2 separate regions of the Sus scrofa genome follow, and region 2 is linked to region 1. A link is a contact called in public HiChIP or PLAC-seq data. All regions are on one chromosome and are shown on one strand. Each heading gives the region's core, a stretch centred on a gene start, on an enhancer-like site or on the middle of the called end of the contact. The rest is flanking DNA. Distances are from core to core; before and after follow the strand shown.

The links. HiChIP or PLAC-seq counts read pairs in DNA pulled down with a chosen protein or histone mark.
Region 2: an H3K27ac HiChIP or PLAC-seq map of alveolar macrophages shows a contact between it and region 1. The contact joins two enhancer-like sites. A contact is called at or near these places in 1 of 47 Hi-C or Micro-C datasets (embryonic fibroblasts) and 1 of 2 datasets of contacts at active chromatin or transcription factors (alveolar macrophages).

What each region holds. Positions count from the first base shown.
Region 1 is chr4:14,075,830-14,079,377 of Sscrofa11.1, forward strand. All of the region lies in intron 8 of LOC102165543 (a long non-coding RNA gene), which reads left to right. Among named protein-coding and RNA genes, the nearest start is that of TRIB1, 220 kb to the right of the region's middle. Within about 2 kb of position 1,347, at least 15 of the 83 cell types and tissues checked have an H3K27ac peak or open chromatin away from gene starts, as enhancers often do. A contact at or near this core is called in alveolar macrophages, where this site is marked.
Region 2 is chr4:14,339,679-14,343,542 of Sscrofa11.1, forward strand. No RefSeq gene overlaps it. Among named protein-coding and RNA genes, the nearest start is that of TRIB1, 43 kb to the left of the region's middle. Within about 2 kb of position 1,898, at least 19 of the 83 cell types and tissues checked have an H3K27ac peak or open chromatin away from gene starts, as enhancers often do. A contact at or near this core is called in alveolar macrophages, where this site is marked.

The DNA.
Region 1 (3,548 bases), core at 97-2,596:
CAGAGGAGGAGGTGTCCACTCCTGAACCAGAAAATCCCATTTTGTCATAGCGCATACGACTGAAGATACTCCCTGTCAGCTTCCCAGCTGACACTCCCCTGTACCAAGGGGCCATGGGAGACACAAAAAAACAGGAAGCATCAAGGGCAGGGGTATCTAAGGAATGCCCGCTGTGTGCCAGGCACTACACTGGTCACCCAACATGAGCCATCCTAAACAGATGGTCCTTACAAGAGTGACACTGAGGTCAAGATTAGCACACCTGTTCTACAGACAGGGAAATAGAGACTCGGGGAGGCTGGAAGTGATTCGTCAAAGATTCGACTCCACAAGAGATCATTACCATTATGAACAGTGCAGACTCCTGGGCCCCATTCCAGACGGGCTGAATCAGCTCAGAGGTTGGGACCCCAGGAATGTGCTTTTCAAACCGTTTCTCTCCAAGATTTTCCGATGGTGAAAGTGTGAGAACACTGTCCTCCACCAGGGGCTCCGAGTTGGGGACACAAGACCTTCATGCCTCAAAGGTCCAGTAATAGATGACAGTGAGCCAGGATTTGTCAACAGGAGGCAGCTGGTACAGTTGTTAGTGCATAGTCTCTGGAGCCAGGTCTCTGGAGTTCGAATCCTGGCTCTGCAAATACTAGTTGTGTCACCTTGAGCTAGCCACATTCCTCACTGTGCCTGAGCTTCCTCATCTGAAAAACTGCATCAAAAAGAACACCTAGGAGTTCCTGTTGTGGCGCAGTGCAAACGAATCCGACTAGGAACCATGAGGTTGCAGGTTTGATCCCTGGCCTTGCTCAGTGGGTTAAGGATCTGGTGTTGCCGTGAGCTGGGGTGTAGGTCATAGACACAGCTCAGACCCTGCGTTGCTGTGGCTGTGGCGTAGGCTGGCAGCTGTAGCTCCGATTGGACTGGAAACTCCATATGCCACAGGTGAGGCCCTGAAAAAACAAAAGATAAAAAAAAAAAAAAAGAACACCTAGAAGGTTGTTTGGGGAGGATGAATGAGTTAAATGTGTGGAGTTTGGCACAGTGCCTGCCACAGAGTAACAATCCAGCGATGCCGTTGTCATCATTACATGATCAATTGTCCCAAATAACACAAGAAAGAGGAGATTATTTGACACTGTGGCTCCTGAAGGAGGAGGTCAAAGAGCAGCGTTCCAGAGAATTTGAATGGATAAAAAGAGAAGAGCTTAAACAACAGCTCTTTCTTTCATTCCTGAGCTGATCTTACATCACTGTTTGTTATTCCTCAGGAAGTGTCACCAAGAGCAAGTCACTGCAGTCGAGACAGGTCGTGAATCAGTCTGCGAGGCTGAATCACAGCCAGAGCACATCCTCTCCTGGGTCTTGAGGGGAGGAAGATGACAGTTCTCTTTGAAGCGAGGACGGCTTTGCCCAAGAAGGGAGCTGTGTATATTTTTTATGGCCACCAGGGGGAGACAGAGAGCTTAACTGACTTCACAAACTGAACAGTATTCCTAAATTCCTTGAAGATTTGGGCCATTGCCCACTGATTTGTTTTCACTTTTGCTGTTTCCCCTACTTAGAATGGCCCCCATTTAACCCATCATCATTCTCCCAGCCAACTTCTTCATATGCAAACTAACCTCTGGCCAGCCACTATGCCAGGGGCCGAGGGAAGATACAAAGAAATATAAGGCATTTAAGGAACGCTTTGTGTGTACAGGTACTCCACTGGTATCCTTGTAACTACAATGAGGTCATTCATTTTCAAGATTCACTTCATCAGGAATAAGATTCAGGGCACTGTCACTAAGTGCCAGGCACTGTGCTAACATTTCTGTGAATTAGCTCATTTAACTCCCTGAACTACCCAATAAGTAAGTACCACCATTATACCCACTTTACAGCAGAACAGACTGAGTCTTGAGGGAATTAATAACATCTGCCCAAGAACGCAGAGCTAATAAGGGAAATGGAATTCATGTATGAGCCCATGGAGTCTGGTTATAGAACCAAAGCTGAAAACTGGCCACCTCTCTGGTCCTTCCACAAAGCCTTGCCTCTGCCCACACTGTTCTCTCTCTTCTCTGGATTCTGATCTTGTTTGTAAGCAATCCAATGTAGGACTTATACTCATTTCTTCTCTCACACACACTGGCAAATGCCACTCTCCCATCCTACCCCCATCCCACCCCTGCCAGGTATAGAGTAAGTTTCTTAAAGCCAATGATTCTATCTCACCCTTATTTCTATGTAACTACCATTTATTAAGCATCTCTGTATCTGACATTATCAAGGGCACATTTATTCTTTAGATTTGCTGTTTACTAGTCTTCACAGTAACCCTGGCAAGTAAGTAGTAGTATCCACATTTTATAGGTGGAAGATTAAGTCTCAGAAGTTACATGATCCTAGACCACTCACCTACCTGGCAGGTAGAATATGCAGGACCCCAAGGCCTGCAGTCTCTCCATGACCCTCAGCTCCACCTCCCCCTCTGCCTTGCTTGGGGCAGCACCCAGAATGAAGGGAGCCTCAGAACATGAACTCGAAGGCTTCAGTTAAGGTCCCTCACTCTCTGGGATGCAGGTCAAAAGCATCATCTATTGATTCCTGTCCGGTACAGTTCCCAGACTCAGGCCCTCTCCTATTCTCAGTCCTGCCCCTTCTTTGGTGGATTCCATGTTTGAATGTCACTAGTGTAAGAACCATGTCATATTCACCACCATGTCCCCGGAGCCCAGCACAGAGCTTCACACATAGTCTGAGGCTCAGTATATGCTCATGAATAAATGAACAAATAAAAACAATTAATACATCTGGTCCCTCAGGCATTCTGTACCCAGATCCTCTATGAACTAGCTTTTGACCACAGCCTGACAGTTTTTTGTCTCAATTCTATCATTCAAATTTGGACAACAAAAAAGCACTTTGTAGAATTCCTGCTGTGGGGCAGCAGGTTAAGGATCTGGCATTGTTTCTGTGGCAGCTGGGGTTCCATCCCTGGTCTGGGAACTTCCATATTCTGCAAGTGCAGCCAGAAAAAAGGAGTTCCCATTGTGGCTCAGCGAAAATGAATCTGACTAGCATCCATGAGGACAGTCTCAATCCCTGGCTGCACTCAGTGGGTTAAGGATCCAGCATTGCTGTAAGCCGTGGTATATGTCACAGACACTGCTCGGACCTGGTGTTTCTGTGTCTGTGATGTAGGTCGGAGGTTACAGATTGGATTTGACCCCTAGCCTGAGAACCTCCATATACTGCAAGTGCAGCCACCTCCCCCCACCCAAAAAAAAGCACTTTGTGAACTTTAGCAGGCTATGAAATGTGAGATAACACCTGAGCTATCCCTTGAATCCAGGACACTGGTAAGGACCTAAGAGAGAGAATCTGTCTGTCTGTCTGTCTGAAACTCTGATGTTAGAACATAGATGCGGGAAGTCTTTAGACATTTTTAAAGATGTGATGGTGTCAAGAGCCTGGCAATAGCATGGAGTTAAGAGGGTAGGTGCTGTGCTGCTGGCAACGTTCTAGCCGTTCTGCCCAGGGCTGACCCTGGCTGTGGCTGCTGC
Region 2 (3,864 bases), core at 648-3,147, 260 kb after region 1:
TCTTTCTCCCGAGGAACTCCTCTCACTGCCATGGCCATGGCCAAGTGACTTGTCGGTGCTGTGAATAAACAAGGACAGAGAGTGGTACCCTGACTCATTTCACCCTTTCCACTTCTGCTCAAGGCTGTGAGGGGTTCTTGTCCTGTCATCTCAGGGACAGAGGCTCAGAGAGGTCAGGGATGTGCACCTGATCCCAAAGTCAGGCTTGCGGCCCCAGAAGGGGACTCCAGCCCAGGATACCAGCCCTCAGCCCCCTGTCTACCCCCGGCCAGGTTGGCATTCATCGTGAGCTCCGAGCCCATCTCCTGCAAGGCTCTTGGGTCAGAGAGGGAAGAGGTCAGAGTTTTTCACATGCTGTAGGTGTGGCTCCCTCTTCGCTTCCTCCATCAGCCAAAGCCTGAGTTTTGAGTGGCCCTTGGTTGGTTTCCTTGGGGGAGAAAAGGATGACACAAACAACTCTTTCACTTCCCAGACCCCACCCAGTACACTTTTAAGATGTGGAAATTTTATTAAATCCCTCAGCACGGCTTCTTTCTATAGCTTCTGTGGTTTAACTCTCCCTGGGTCTTTTTGCTCATGGTTTTAGCTTTTTCCCTGCCCTCGGTCAACCTGAGAGTTTTCTTTCTCTGCTGTCTCAAATGCACCGTGTGTTAACATTTTTAGTATTTGCTACAGGCCTTGCACACTCAGGGAGTAAAGTGACCCTTATCCCGTGGTTCCTTCTGTGTGCTTGAGGCTCAGGATGAATCTGGCTCCTTACCAGCCCGACCTCCCCTCCTTCATTCCTGCCCCGCTGGGACCAGTCACGGGGCATTGGCTCCTGCTGGCGCCCGTCACCATAGCTGTCTCCTGTCCATCCAAACTGGTCCCTTCTTCATGGCCCAAGGTGCCAGGTCCACAAGGTCTTTTCGACCACTGATGCCCCCAGGACTTTCTCACTCCTCTTACCTCCTGAAGGTCTGTGTCTGCCTCATTAAGCTGGAGGCACAATTTGACTCTATCATTCTCCTTAAAAAGACTAAATGCATTGTGTATTTTGTCTTTTTTTTTTGTCTTTTCTAGGGCCGCACCTGGGGCATATGGAGGTTCCCAGGCTAGGGGTCGAATCGGAGCTGTAGCCACCAGCCTACGCCAGATCTACAGCAACGCGGGATCCGAGCCGCATCTGCAACCTACACCACAGCTCATGGCAATGCTGGATCCTTAACCCCCTGAGCAAGGCCAGGGATCGAACTCGAAACCTCATGGTTCCTAGTCAGATTCATTAACCACTGAGCCATGATGGGAAATCCTGAATGTGTATTTTGGAAAAATAAATTATTCTACTCTCAAACCTGGTCCCTCCCCACTCCCAGCCCCCCAGGCAAGCCTTTATGAACTTGGTTGGTACTTTGCATTATTACATTTTCATGCATTCACACGTATTTGAACGAACTAAATGTCTTGAAAGCAGGGACAGGGGCCAAGGCAGGTCCTCAGCTCCCCAAGCATCCAGCCAGGCTTTGGCCATTAGCACTTAATTCCTTTCCATGTGCCATCCCCTGGGCTCTGGACAGCCAGCCCCAGGAGGCGGGCAGGGCAGGGGGTAAGATCTCCTTCTTACAGGTGAAGTCACTGAAACGCAGTGGACTTTGTGGAGTCACCTGAGGTCACAGAGCTGGGAAGGAAGAGAGTGAAATTAGAACTGGCGTCTTCTGACAAGCCCAGCTGTTCTGGGAAAAAGGCTGAAGGACGCTTGACTTCCCTAAACCTCACTCCCCAAGTGCCGGGCTCCTCGGAGCTGAGGTTAGCGAAAAACGTGTCGCAATCCCTCTCTCCGCTCTGGGGGCAGCCAAGCCCGGTTCTCATCTGTGACTTGATACAGCCCTTGGGTGGCAGTCCTTTTCACACCGCTGGTTCAGCGTCCACCCAGGTGAATCATCAACCATTAGCCAGCTGTCACCTCACCTTTAGCTCCGCGCGGTGTGAAGCTTGTTTTCTTTTGCTGGCATTAAACAGTCACCTCTGACACGTGGTGAGATGCAGGACGTTGCCTCCAAGGCAAACACAGCCCCACAGGAAAAACAGATTTGTCAAATACAAGCACTCTAGGGTGCCAAGAGCCGGCTTCTCCCTACAAAGCTCCCACGGCTGGCAGGGATGTCACCTGCCTCCAGGAAACAGATGGGACAGGTGGGTGAGCTCTGGTTACTGACTGATGGAGAGACAGGAGTGCCCCGCTGAGCCCTGTGGGTGTGAACAGGGCCTAGGGGCCCCCAGAGGCCCTGAAAACCCTGTCCCCCTGGGCCCATACTTCTCATATGAGACTCAGATCCATGGGCCAGCAGAACCTCGGTCCTGGACCCGTTCTTTCTGCAGTCCCTGCAGAAATCCCAGCCACAGAGGGCGGCCGGGTATGCCTCTGTGACTAATCGCTAGAGCTTCACGTTGCTGTCAATGACCTCTCCAGGGACTTTATTTCAACACTGGCAGCCTGTGGAGGGAGGTTCATAGGAGAACCCTGGTGGGCGTGGGTGGGCTCTGAGCCTCCGCGGGGACCCCAGCCCCGCTCTGTGTAATAAGAGTTTCCCAAAGGGCCACTTGGGATGACTGTGGATGCCTCAAGACATCTACTGCTTTTCTCGTCCTCGTCGTCTCTCTCTCTCTCTCTTTTTTTTTTTTTTGCTTTTTAGGGCTTTACCCACGGCCCATGCCATGGCCACAGCAACACGGGATCCGAGCCGCATCTGCAAACTACACCACAGCTCACCACACTGCCGGATCCTTAATCCACTGAGTGAGGCCAGGGCTCGAACTTGCATCCTCATGGATACTAGTCAGGTTCATTACTGCTGAGCCACAATGGGAATTCCCATTATTTCAAGAAATACATATTTATTTTAATACATTTTAAAATATATTTAGGGAGTTCCCGTCGTGGCGCAGTGGTTGACGAATCCGACTAGGAACCATGAGGTTGCGGGTTCGATCCCTGCCCTTGCTCAGTGGGTTAACGATCTGGCGTTGCCGTGAGCTGTGGTGTAGGTTGCAGATGCGGCTCGGATCCTGCGTTGCTGTGGCTCTGGCATAGGCTGGAAGCTACAGCTCCGATTCAACACCTAGCCTGGGAACCTCCATATGCCACAGGAGCGGCCCAAAGAAATAGCAAAAAAAGACCAAAAAAATAAAATAAAATAAAATAAAATAAATATATATATATATACTTAGCACATCGAACCTGCAATTCCATGTATGTTATTACTGAAGAAGAGGCCAAACTTTTTTTTTTTTTTTGTCTTTTTGCCATTTTCTTGGGCCGATCCTGTGGCATATGGAGATTCCCAGACTAGGGGTCAAATCAGAGCCGTAGCTGCCGGCCTACGCCAGAGCCACAGCAACTCAGGATCTGAGCCTAGTCTGCAACCTACATCACAGCTCACAGCAACGCCGGATCCTTAACCCACTGAGCAAGACCAGGGATCAAACCTGCAGCCTCATGGTTCCTAGTCGGATTCATTAACCACTGCGCCACGACGGGAACTCCTAAACATTTTTTTTTTAAAGTAACTTCATTGATATAAAAAAATTAAGAAGTTCCCTGGTACATTAAGGACCTGGCATTGTCACTGCTGTGGCTCGGGTTGCTGCTGGGGCGTGGGTTTGAGTGCATGCTGCTGTGGGCATGGCAAAATAATAATAATGATGATGATAAAGTAAAAAATTAAGCAAGTGATAATTCAGGTTATAAGAGGGTAAGGCAAAACCCTAAAAAAGGAGCTTGGACAATTGAAGTTTGGGAAACACTATTTTCTTGGAGAATGCAAATTCATACCAAAAATATGAACAGAACCTAAATCCAGCTGAGGGGATGGTTAGGGGTTTCTT